Regions from separate parts of the Mus musculus genome. Here region 1 is linked to region 2. The links are chromatin contacts, called in public promoter capture Hi-C maps. All regions are on one chromosome and are shown on one strand. Each heading gives the region's core, a stretch centred on a gene start, on an enhancer-like site or on the middle of the called end of the contact. The rest is flanking DNA. Distances are from core to core; before and after follow the strand shown.

Region 1 (6,193 bases), core at 3,065-5,564, 2.3 Mb before region 2:
ATGCCCAAGGAATATATCGCCCGCCTCGTCTTTGACCCGTGAGTCCCCGGGGAGGACTCCAGCCCCTGAGCTGCTTCTCTTTCCATCCCACTACACCGGACGCTCTCTTAATAACAGGGCTCCACCTTTCAGGGTTCCGTTCCTGCCCTCTGTTCTCATCCCTGATGACACTTCCCTCTTTCAGGGCTGAGGGACCTGGGGAGCGAGGAGAGGACAGGTGAGTTCCATGACATGTCCCCTCTCTCTTAGGAAGCACAAGACCCTGGCCCTGATCAAGGATGGGCGGGTCATCGGTGGCATTTGCTTCCGCATGTTTCCCACTCAGGGCTTCACGGAAATCGTCTTCTGTGCCGTCACCTCAAATGAGCAGGTCAAGGTGAGCACAGTGCCCCTGGCCACAACCCCGTTCTACCACCCACCTCTGAATATGGACCAAGCCAGCCAAAATGGCAGGGTATCTGTGCCCCAGCCCTTCTTGTAGCGACCAGACATTTCCACATACTCCCACAGGGTGGCAGCTTTATCTTGATAACTGATCATTGAGAAAATACTGGTTTTTAAAAAAAAAAACGCACTACGCTGGGCAGTGGTGGTGCATGCCTTTAATCCAAGCACTTGAGAGGCAGAGACAGGGATCTCTCCACGTTCAAGGCCAGCCTGGTCTACTGTGAGAGTTCCAGGACAGCCAGGGCTACACAAAGAAACCCTGTCCTGAGGAAACAAACAAGAAAAAATACCCAAAGCAGCAGTGATTTTTGTTTTGTTTTGTTTTGTTCTTTTCTGATGTTGGGATAGAATGCAGGGCCCTGTGCACGCTAGGCAAATGCTCTACCAGTGAGTTCTACTCCCAACAATCAATATTTTTATGTTAACCTTAGGGACTTTCTGTTTCAGAGAAGGTCTCATGTCGCCAAGCCCAGCCTTAAGCACCCTGTGTAGTCCCGGGGACCTTAGACTTGTGATCCCCTTCTCCTGCCTCCAGGTTGCTAGGGTTACAGGTGTGCACTGCCACACCGGGTCTTATCCATTGCCGGGGACTGAACCCAGGTCTTTGTGCACTCTGAGCAGGTGTTGTACTAACTGAGCTCTACCCCAAGGCAGCCACACTTTTAAAGTGACCCTTGGTTTCTTCACAGGAACATTTCCATACCTTGGGGAAGTTGATAGTCCCAGCTTCTGTCTTTCTTTTTACAACAAACTCCTTTTGGGCTTTTCATTCTCCTGTTTTGTGTCCTGACATGAACAGGCCTCTGTGACCCCTTTCTGCTCTCCCCCTTTATTCTAAAACCCCAGGTGTGGGGCCAACAGCGGTGTTGGGTTGGAGCCCAGCTCTGCTGCATCCGTTCGTGGTCCACTGACCTCAGACTGTTCTTTGTGTAACTGGCTTTCAGGGGGGTTTTTTGGTGTTGTTTTTCCCGTGAAATGGGGCTTTTAATACCTGGTCGTGGGCTAACTGTCAAATGGGTCTTTGAAGACTCAAGTGCTGAGTCTGGCCCTGAGCAAGCACCTAGAAAGCCTTCCCTCCCCCTCCATAAACACTGAGCCTCTGATAGCCACCTGTCCTCTCTGCCTTGGCTTCCCCATCTCCTTTCCACCCTGTTCCATCTTCCCCACAGGGCTATGGCACCCACCTGATGAACCACCTAAAGGAGTACCACATCAAACACAGCATCCTTTACTTTCTCACCTATGCTGACGAGTACGCCATTGGCTACTTCAAAAAGCAGGTAAGCCTTGGTCTCACCAGGCTCATACCTGCTGCCTGGGGCCCTGATTTGTGTGTGCAGCATCCAGTAGTAGAGTCCCCTGGCACCAGTGAGAAAGGGCCCACCCCTTTCTTCTCCCTACCTTTGCCACCCAGTGAAGAACAAGGCCAGGGATTGGAAGGTCCTTTGGGGGATGGCAAGAGGTGAGGAGCAGCCGGCCTGCAGCCTTTGCAGGGGCAGGGACGGTTCTCACACTGCTACCCTGATGATCAGAGATACAGGAAGAAATGCACTACGTGCTGTCTTCTCAGTCAATCCTGGAGAAGTGGCTGTGAACGTTAGCGAGTCCTTGCTGATGGACTGTGATAACTCTCCACTCATGTAGGGCTTCTCCAAAGACATCAAGGTGCCCAAGAGCCGCTATCTGGGCTACATCAAGGACTATGAAGGAGCGACGCTGATGGAGTGTGAGCTGAATCCCCGAATCCCCTACACAGAGCTGTCCCACATCATCAAGAAACAGAAAGAGGTGTGTATGTCTATGTGTGGTAGAGACAGGCCAGGTTTTAGGTTCCTGCCCTGCCTCTTAGAAAAAGCCAAAAGTAAATGTTACCATTTACTGACCATGGTCTTGGGGGTGATTGGGCCTGAGTTGGCCCCCTCAGAACCTCGCTTCCTCAGATCATCAAGAAGTTGATTGAGCGCAAACAGGCACAGATCCGCAAGGTCTACCCTGGACTCAGCTGCTTCAAAGAGGGAGTGAGGCAGATCCCGGTGGAGAGCGTCCCTGGCATTCGTGAGCAGGGGCCTTGGCTGAGAGGGCAGGGGGGCATTCTCAGGGCATGGGTAGGCATTCTGAGGGATGCTTTCTCCCCCTCTGCAGGAGAGACAGGCTGGAAGCCACTGGGAAAGGAGAAGGGGTAAGTGTCCATTCAGTCAAGGGGGAGTGACCACAGGAATGGAGGCGTGTGTGCGTGCGTGTTTGTGTGTGTGTGTGTTTGTGTAGTAGGGCAAGAAGGACCCAGACCTCAGCCTCGGTATCTGTCATTTCCAGCAAGGAGCTTAAGGATCCTGATCAGCTATATACGACCCTCAAAAACCTGCTGGCTCAGATCAAGGTGGGAGGCCAAGGTCTTCTTGTCGGTAACTGAAGTGGGTGGCGGTCTTCGGTTGGGCGGTGAACACTGGGCCTGTCCTCAGCTCCTCTCTTCTCTCTAGTCACACCCCAGTGCCTGGCCCTTCATGGAACCTGTGAAGAAGTCAGAGGCTCCTGACTACTACGAGGTTATCCGTTTCCCCATTGGTGAGGACCCTTGTACTCACTCCCCAGCCTAAGCCCCCAGTCTTGACAGGGTAGCCTGACTCCTGTCTGCATGTACCATGGTGGGCAGCCCCAGTTACAGCCCTTCACCTCTTAAAGTCATGTGCCTTCTCTCTCGTGACCCAGACCTGAAGACCATGACAGAACGGTTGCGCAGTCGCTACTATGTGACCCGGAAGCTCTTCGTAGCTGACCTGCAGCGGGTCATCGCCAACTGCCGGGAGTACAATCCCCCAGACAGCGAATACTGTCGCTGCGCCAGTGCCCTGGAGAAGTTCTTCTACTTCAAGCTCAAAGAGGGAGGGCTCATCGACAAGTAGCCCCCAGCTGGGATCCGCAACATCCACCTCCATCTCCTCAGATCCGTTTGGGGGCTCCCGGCCCCCTCTCCCGGACTCAGCTGGAGAAACTCCAGCCAGGGACCCCAGATCTTACAGACTTTCTGGCCAGCAGGCACTCACTCCCAAGCCAGCAGCTCTCTTTCCACCTTCCTTGCATCCCACCTTGGGGAGACGTCTGGTCTGGGGCCAGCCCGTTGTAGAATGTCTGGTGGCCAGGGCATGAACTGTTGGTCCTTATAGAGCCATGCAGGCTGAGCATCCTGAGCCTGGTCCCCATGCCTGTTTCCCAGGGCCAGGACTATTCAGTGAGTAGCCTTCACATGGAAACAGCCCAGACTGGAGGAACCATGAGGGGCCTTGGCTTATCCTACACTGTTGTCTATCTGTCCCTCCAGGATTGGGGGCAGGAGGACCATTCATTCCTTGGCATTAATCCCTCGGAGGGAACAATAAAGCTTTTTTTTTCCCCTGTGTGATTGTTTTTTGGGGGGGGGGTCCGGCTTTAGACTTAGCAGGCTGACCTTTGCTTCTCGAGTCCTGACTCTTCTAACCTGAAAGCCTAACTTCAGGCTACACTGGTGCCACTGACCCCTGCAATATATAGTGGGGTGATGGACCTGGCTGACTGCCGTCCCTCACCTCCTCTGCTTCAATAACTTCCAGCCTGTCTCCCCTGCAAAGGGAGAGCAAGAGCTTGTCCTTAATGCCTGCCTATTTCCTGACTCCTGGTCCAGGAAACAGGCAGCCAAGGTCAGCCCCTCCAGGCCTTAAGCTCAGCCCAGATGGACAGGGTTACTGCCAACTGAAAACAGATGAGGAAATAGGGAACCCAGGAGCAGTGACTGTCAGCATCTCCCTTGCCAGTCTTCAATTTTTTTTTTTTTTTTTTTTTTTTTTTGATGGCTGGGTTGGGCTCCAGCTCTGGCTGGCTCCTCCCCTTGTTTCAGTTTCATTTCTAGAGCTCCAGAAACCTCCGCAGAGACCAGCCTAGTCTGCTGCTATTCATTTCCAAACCCCATCCTAATCCTGGCCAGTGCAGGCTCCAGGTAGTTATCTACGAGTTCTTGGCTAAGAACAGCCTCTGAAGCTTACTGGGCTGGCTGGGAGGAAGGGGACAGTACGTGTTCTGATCTCTCTGCCATTCCAGAATGGAGCTGCGACCCTACCAGTGGGAAGTGATCTTACCTGCTCTGGAGGGCAAGAATATCATTATATGGCTGCCCACGGGTGCTGGGAAGACCCGGGCAGCTGCCTTTGTAGCCAAGAGGCATCTAGAGACGGTAGACAGAGGCAAGGTGGTGGTACTGGTCAATAGGGTGAGTGGTCTGCCCTTCCCAAAGTGGGGTCTCTTAGCTCATCTCTTCTAGACGACCGCTCTGCCAGGTCTCCTCTCCTTGGTTCAGGAGATGGCTGGGTCCTGACATCTTGCTCCTCCCACCTTCCCCCACCCCAACTCCCAACAACTGCCATTTTCCACCCCCCACCCCAATCCAAGTTCTCTTCATTACTCTTCACTCCTAGGTACACCTGGTGAGCCAGCACGCCGAGGAGTTCAGGCGCATGCTGGATAAACACTGGACTGTAACAACCCTGAGTGGGGACATGGGATCCCGAGCTGGCTTTGGCCTGATGGCTCGGAGCCACGACCTGCTCATCTGTACGGCAGAGTTGTTACAGTTGGCACTCAACAGCTCTGAGGAGGATGAACACGTAGAGCTCAGAGGTGAGGGGGAAAGCCGTGACCTGCTCACAGGACGTGCTCCTGGGCAAGCAAGCCTCCTTCCTCTAGCCCAGCCTCGCTTTCATTCCTACCTGCTCCCTGTCTGGGACCCAGCCCAAAGTAGGGAAGGGAAGAGGAAAACTTCAGAGAAAAATGAGGGCTTCACAAAAGTGCTATGAGAAAGAAGCAGCAGCAGCAGCCGTCCACTGTCTCTCATGTGCCCCCAGAATTCTCGCTGATTGTGGTGGACGAGTGTCACCACACCCACAAGGACACCGTCTACAACACCATCTTGAGCCGGTACCTAGAACAGAAGCTGAAGAAGGCAGAGCCCCTCCCCCAGGTCCTGGGTCTCACAGCCTCCCCAGGCACTGGAGGGGCCACCAAGCTCCAAGGGGCCATTGATCACATCCTACAGGTCAGCTGAGCCCCTCCCACCATAGATCTTTGCTTGTCTTGCCTCCCAGTCCTACCAAATATACTCTTCATACTATGGCTATGCTCGTCTCTTCCGCTACCTTGAGCATATGAGGCTTGTGGGACCCTTTGAACTTACTATTCCTTTTGCCTGGAAATGCCCTTGCTTTTGAACCTCCATCAGATTCGTTTTCACCATTCAGTGAACAGCCCTGTCATTGTCACAGTCTCCCCTGGCCATCCCCACTACTCTGTCATAGAACTAATTTTAATTATTTTCGGAGTTCGTTCGTGCTATAAACTGGAAGCTGTTTGACCTGGGAACTATGAAAATGGGAACTGCTTTTTCTTTCGTTCTTTATCATGCGTACGGCGTTCTGCCTGCAGGTATGCCTACAGGCCAGAAGAGGGCACCAGATCTCATGAGATGAGATGGTCATGAACCACCATGTGGTTGCTGAGACTTAAACTCAGGATCTCTGGAAGAGCAAGCAACCAGTGCTCTTAACCTCTGAGTCATCTCTCCAGCCCTCTTTGCTGATTTTCAATTGTTTCTTCATGGTCATTTGAATCTAAGTTCCTCTCGCTCATCAATGCGAGAGTATTAGTCACTCACCGGGACGCACTTCAGACTTTTTGAAATGAATCCTAACTTCCAGTGGAGTGGCCCTGCCTCAGGCTTTTCTGT
Region 2 (6,284 bases), core at 929-3,428:
GAAAAACATTTTAATTGCGTATATTCATTTAGTGTGTGTGTGCTGCAAATAGCAAGAGAAAATCTTTGTAAATACTTATTTCACTTGAGATATTGTATGTAGGATATATAGAGAACTCTTAGATGCCAATAATAAAAAGAAAGTAACCCAATTTAACTGGGCTATAAAATGGGCAAAGGTGGCACAGGCCTTTAATCCCAGCACATGGGAGGGAGAGGCAGGCAGATTTCTGAGTTCGAGGCCAGCTTGGTCTACAGAGTGAGTTCCAGGACAGCCAGGGCTATAGAGAAACCCTGTCTCAAAAAAAAAAAAAAAAAAAAAAAAAAAACCAACAGCAAAAATGTGACTACTTGAAAAGATGGCCTATTGCATTACCTAAAAGAATAACTATCATCAGGGCTGGAGAGATGGCTCAGTGGTTAAAAGCACTGATTGCTCTTCTGAAGGTCCTGAGTTCAAATCCTAGCAACCACATGGTGGCACTCAACCACCCATAATGAGATCTGACACCCTCTTCTGGGGTGTCTGAAGACAGCTACAGTGTACTTAGATATAATAATAAATAAATCTTTAGACTGGAGCAAGCGGGCCGACCAGAGTGAGCAGGGTCTACCGGAGTGAGAAGAGATCCTGAATTCAAATTCCCAGCAACCACATGATGGCTCACAACTATCAGTACAGCTGCAGTCTACTCATATATACATAAAATAAATAAATAAATTTAATCTAAAAAAAAAAAAGTAATATCATCAAAGAGACAGGCAACCAGTATTTGTGGTGGCTATGAAGAAACAACTCCTTGTGCCCTTTTGGTGGTGTAAAATGCTACAGCTGCTTAGAAAAAAAAAAACAAAAACAAAAAACAAAAACAAAAGCAGGTAGGCAATCCATAAAGAGTTAAATATAAATTTCTCGCAGCCCAGTAGTTTTAATTTTACTCTAAGGAACTTAAGAGAAATGGCAACACATCCATACAAAGGCATCTACAAGACATTTACTCAAAACAAACAACCCAAAGAAACCCAGATTAATGTTAATAGACAAATAATCTGTGCTTTTTCTATACAACAGAATGAAATAGTATTCATCAATAGAAAGGAACGCCTGGGACACAGCACTGGATGGAGGCTTGCTCTGATACAACAGAGCAAACGTCACATGCTGCAAGAGTCCATTTATGTGAAATGTCCAGAAAAGTTTAGAGAGCAGAGCAGCGATTGCTTGGGGCTGGAGTTGGAAGCTGCAAGCAAACAGGAAAGGCCTTCTTAGATCCATTGAAATATCCTATAACTAGATGGGATGACGTCAGAACTCAGCAAACACAGACCGACCCAACAATGAACAGTTTCAAGGGACACCAGAATGGGTGACTTGTTACGATACTGTAGTGGTGCTTCAGGGAAGGAAGAGACAGGGAGGACCCAGGCTGCAGTTCCAGAATTACAAACTGAGTTCAATGACACTAGCCCTCTAGCAAGAGGCAGGGATGAGGAGTGTGCATAAAGTGGGGGTCAGCACTTCAGAGTCAAAAGAACTAGAGTTCTGGGCTGATGAAGACGCTTGACCTGTAAGAGACAGACCTTTGAGACAGAATCTGATACTCTGAGTTCAATCCCTGGGACCCACATGATAAGATGGAGGAGGCCGAAAGTTGCTGTACTCTGACCTTCAAAAGCATGCTATGGCATGGCCCCCACCTCCAATACACACTCGTCCACAAATTAATAAATAAATGTAGTAAGTTTTAAAGATGCCCTCGCATGCATAAATTCACACTTATACACATATATACGTAATTAAAATATTCTTAAAAGTTAAAAAAAAAAGAACTCGAAAGAAAAGCAGTATGGTGTGGTTTCAAACGCTATCATCGTTCGAGAGGTAAATAGCAACACCAATCACAGACCATCAGCTACCTCGGCCGCCTGCCCCATTTTCTCTGTCTTTTGTAAATGGAAAATAGCTTTGTGATCACAGGCAGTTCGTTAGTAAGCAAATCCATGACTGTGAGCATTGGATGCCAATGAGCTCTCAGAACCCAGGATCAGTGCTGGTCCAGGATATTCGCTCTGCAGCTGGATCAAGATGTAGCAGTACCTGCTGACGGCAGAGGGCGCCCCGACGCAAAGCGAGGTCCGGACACGCCCACGGACACGCCCCCCACGTGACTTTGGCGTGGCGTCACACCCGGAAGCAGCCCTGCAGCGGAGCGGGCAGCAATGAGTGGGGAGCCAGCGCCGGTGTCCGTAGTGCCCCCTCCCGGGGAGGTGGAAGCAGGCAGTGGAGTCCACATCGTGGTGGAGTACTGGTAAGCCACTCGGGTTGAAAAGGAGCCTCTTGTGCTCGCCCGCAAGATGGGGGTGGATCCACGGGAGGCCCCACCCCCGGAACCCCAGCTCACTCCACGTCTCTTCTCCCCAGTAAACCCTGCGGCTTTGAGGCGACCTACCTGGAGCTGGCGAGCGCTGTGAAGGAGGAGTATCCGGGCATTGAGATTGAGTCGCGACTCGGGGGGACAGGTGAGGTCCGCAGAGCACCTGCTGAGTCAGTCCATGTGATAAAACTCCAGCTCTCCCTACATTCTAGAGCTGACATTGGCTGTTGTATATAAAGCCCCTAGTAGGGTCTGACACATAGCAAAAATGCCTACTGTGGGTTTGGAGTGAAGGAACTCTTAATGGCGTATTGGAAAGACGCACGGGTGAGGACTTTGGGGTTTGGGGCTGAATGGCTTCAGGATCGGTGTCTGCCGAGGCCATGAACAGTCTTGCTTGGACTCGAGGTGGTGCCAAGGACCTCCCTGAACTTCTGCCTGTTGTTCTTAGTTCGTTCTTGCATTTATTTCCTACCAGGGGCCTTCGAGATTGAGATCAATGGACAGCTGGTGTTCTCCAAGCTGGAGAATGGAGGGTTTCCTTATGAGAAAGACGTGAGTATTTAATGTACCTCGGGAGGGTGGCTGAGACGAGACACACCCTCCTCTCCTGTGCATGACACTCGCCCATGTCTCTGTCCGCTAGCTCATGGAAGCCATCCGAAGAGCCAGCAATGGAGAACCTGTAGAAAAGATCACCAACAGCCGGCCTCCCTGTGTCATCCTGTGACTAAGAAATGATTCTTGGAAGCTTGGTTCTGGGGTTTAAACCTTTCCTTGTGGTTACGCTAGGAATCCCTCTACCTTTAGCCCCTCACTTGGCCCTAGGTAACTAAGACCCTGACTTCACTTTGCCTCTTAGGGCACAAGGAGGGACTAGACATTTCTGTGGCCAAAGGCAGAAAAGAGATGTTCTCTGTGAACATCACCATCGCTCTCCCGGGATCTGTGCCCTCTGCAGTTTGGTCCTCTCCCCAGCGTGGCAATACCTTTCAGATGCCACGGTTGCTATAACTTATTTTCCCTGAATCCTGGGCAGTGTCGGCTCTTGGCAATAAAGAGTAATTACAAATGCTTGTGTCAACTGGCGTGTGTTTATGTCCAGCCTGTGCGGGGGGCACACAGGTCAGTCTGGCCCTGCTAACACCTAGTGGGTGGGACTAACACCTAGTGGGTGGGGTTTTCCTGGATGGATACTTCTTTCTAAGGCAAGGAAAACAAGTCACATGGCAATGCTCTCCACAAGCTCCCCTCTCCCACTGGGAGGACAGGACTTCATTCTGGGGGTAGCCTTGGAATGAGTGTGTCCAACGGAGTATTCTGGGGGTAGCCTTGGTATGAGTGTGTCCAACGGAGAATGACCCTGTTGCCAAAGGGCCTTCAGAAGGAATCCTAACTCCCCAGTCCCTCAAGCCCAAAGCCAAATTGTCTCAAACTTTTGGAAGATCTCTACACACTCACTCCAGGAGGAGCTGTGTGTCAGATGAGCAATACGGTTTGACCCGGCCCGGGACCACTCTCAGACATAGGCTGGGGTCCAGTTATTTTACAAATCTCATTGCAAATGGAGAAAGGGGACAGCACCCCCCGACTTTCATATAACACCCACTCTCCCACTGTATCCTTATTTCATCTTTAAAAAAAAAACAAAAAACAAAAGTAAAAACAGAACAAAATAAACTCTGTACAAAGACCAGTCTGGGTGCAAGTGCTGTCCCCCTCTTGGGATGCACGTGCCTCAGTCCTAGTGGGGTGTCCTGCTCCCAGGATATTCACCTGGGGCCTCCTCCCTTGCAGGCTGAGCTTCCCTCAGTCTTCAGAACCAAGAGAGCCAGGCCAGGTAAGGAATACCCACTGGACCCTACAGTCTGTCAGGGCAGTCAGGGTCTGTAATCCTCTGGGGCTGAACAGTGTGCTGTCTCTTCCGGCCAGGCGGGGCCCTCTTAACCACTCAGGATTGAAGCATCGAGCGAGGTTCCTCAGGGCACGTTCCTGGCATAGCCGGCTGCCCTGGATGTCATGTGGCCAGAGGACCTTCTCCCTGCTTTGTGGCGGGCGATGGAGACCACAAGTTAGGCCTTCCTTCCCCACTCTGAAGACAGAGGATGTCTGCACATGTGACCTCATACTGGCACATCCAGGCCTAGGTACTCAGGGTTCTCTGCAGTGGGGGTCCCTTCAAAGGTACTTGGTGGAGGACCCTGCTCCGATGAGTTCTGGTCCCAGTAATAGAGGTTGTCAAAGGCTGGGCTGAAGGCAGGAGAAGGGTGGGGCTGAGAGGCAGTGCCTGCTCTGGGTGCTAAGTATTCAGGGTTCTCCACAGCACCCCCAAAGGCAAAAACGTCTTTGACAACCCCATTTTTCCCAGGAGAGAGAGTCTTGGGTCTTTCTAGAGTAGCACCAGCAGGTCGGATGGGAGGCGGAGGACCCTCTGGGGTCAAGGGAGACTGAGGCCGAACCTCTGGCTGGTTCACATACTCTGAGGAGAGAAGAGATGTTGTTAGGGAAAGGGTCCAAGATATTCCTGCCCCATCATTGCCCCTCAGTGGGTGTAGCCTGAGGGTTCTCAACTCCCCTCTCCTCCCAATCTCTCGGGCCTGGATTTCATACCGGGCTGGGGGCTGCAGGCCAGGGGAGCAACGTAGCCATCAGTCTCGGGGGGCAGAGGTAATGTGGGATCCTCACTGTACCGCTGTAGAGGGCTGAGGTCATGTGGAGAGAGGCTCTGCAGTCCTTTGGTTACCCCCACTGCCAGGTCACCATCAAACACATCGGAGCCAGCCCCTTCGGAGGGAGCCAGTGGAGATCTGGGGGGCTCTTCTTCCGAGGGCTCCAGGCCCAGTGTCAGCTCACCACCGCCACTCTGGGGTAAGAGAAGGTCATGATGGGAGCTACTCAAAAGTCTGCGAGGGGAACAACGGGGTCCCAGGAGAGAAACACAGGTCACGATGGTGGCAGTGATGGAGAGAGTGGGGCCCCAAGGGTTGGAAAGCAGCCATGGTAATGGAATCTTCAGGAAAGGTGAGGGTGGGGGAGCTCAAAGGGCAGGACCATCCCTATTCCGAGGTGGGCACTGACCCTGGCCGACGAGCTGCGGTGTCTGCGGTGGGCTGTGCTCCCAGTACCTAGGGCAGGGTCTGGGGAGAAGAATCCCTGCTGGGGTACCAGGTACTCTTCAGCATCGACCAGCTCCCCCATGTCATCATCCTCCAGCAGTGAACGGTAGAAGGTGCTGTCCATGGGGCTGGAGGGGCCTAAGTCCTCGTTCTAGGAAGGAAGGGGAGACACGAGGTGACAGCCCTCCCAGCCTGGTGTTTAGTTCCCTGGAAGGGTTCACCGAGCTTTGGCTAGAGGCAGGGGCTATCCCTGCAGGAGGGAGGATGCTGTCAGAGCAGGTATGGTGTGGGAAAGCCCAGTACCTGGATGACCACAAAGCGCTGGGGGTCCCTTGCCATACGGGAGAATTCTGATACCAACTCCCGGAATCTCGGGCGACATTCGGAGTCAATCATCCAACCTAAGGCGGAAAAAAGTTCAGCATCCTTGTCCCAGGACCAGCCTGGCCTAGACAACCCTGGCTAAGCTGAAAGCCCTCCCGTGGCAGAGCACAACTGGACTCTGGGATCTTGAGGCAGAACCCTGGAGCGTTTCTAGGGTCCCCTTTTAGACTGGCCTCTCTCCTCTCCACAGATGTCCTCTGGCAGGACTTCCACTGTGAATAGGTAAGGCACCTTTGAGGCTCCCTCCAGGACACCTCCCATTTATCCCCCAGCCTGTAAGCGCCCGCACACAGGTCTACCACCCTTCCTCTCTGCCTGCCTGAGGCTCAGCCCTGCCACGCACATTTGACCATGATCATGTAGACGTCGATGGTGCAGATTGGAGGCTGAGGTAGGCGTTCTCCCTTCTC

What was found. Promoter capture Hi-C pulls out the DNA fragments that hold promoters and counts their contacts.
Region 1: a promoter capture Hi-C map of the 3T3-L1 cell line shows a contact between it and region 2, with 3 times the contacts expected there. The contact joins the promoter of Dhx58 here to the promoter of Mien1 in region 2. A contact is called at or near these places in 2 of 39 promoter capture datasets (the 3T3-L1 cell line and maxillary cranial neural crest).

What each region holds. Positions count from the first base shown.
Region 1 is chr11:100,702,392-100,708,584 of GRCm38.p6, reverse strand. Dhx58 (DEXH (Asp-Glu-X-His) box polypeptide 58) reads left to right here and starts at 4,314. Exons shown (of 13, transcript NM_030150.2): 1 at 4,314-4,414; 2 at 4,516-4,684; 3 at 4,890-5,091; 4 at 5,316-5,506. The coding sequence starts at 4,517. It overlaps Kat2a (K(lysine) acetyltransferase 2A), which reads left to right. Exons shown (of 18, transcript NM_001038010.2): 10 at 1-38; 11 at 250-376; 12 at 1,617-1,727; 13 at 2,092-2,235; 14 at 2,388-2,502; 15 at 2,590-2,626; 16 at 2,761-2,824; 17 at 2,925-3,009; 18 at 3,154-3,839. The coding sequence ends at 3,347.
Region 2 is chr11:98,434,882-98,441,165 of GRCm38.p6, reverse strand. Mien1 (migration and invasion enhancer 1) reads left to right here and starts at 2,178. Exons shown (of 4, transcript NM_025559.2): 1 at 2,178-2,308; 2 at 2,422-2,519; 3 at 2,853-2,929; 4 at 3,021-3,458. The coding sequence starts at 2,220. The coding sequence ends at 3,104. It overlaps Erbb2 (erb-b2 receptor tyrosine kinase 2), which reads right to left. Exons shown (of 27, transcript NM_001003817.1): 23 at 6,218-6,284; 24 at 5,794-5,891; 25 at 5,453-5,641; 26 at 4,985-5,237; 27 at 3,450-4,853. The coding sequence ends at 4,498.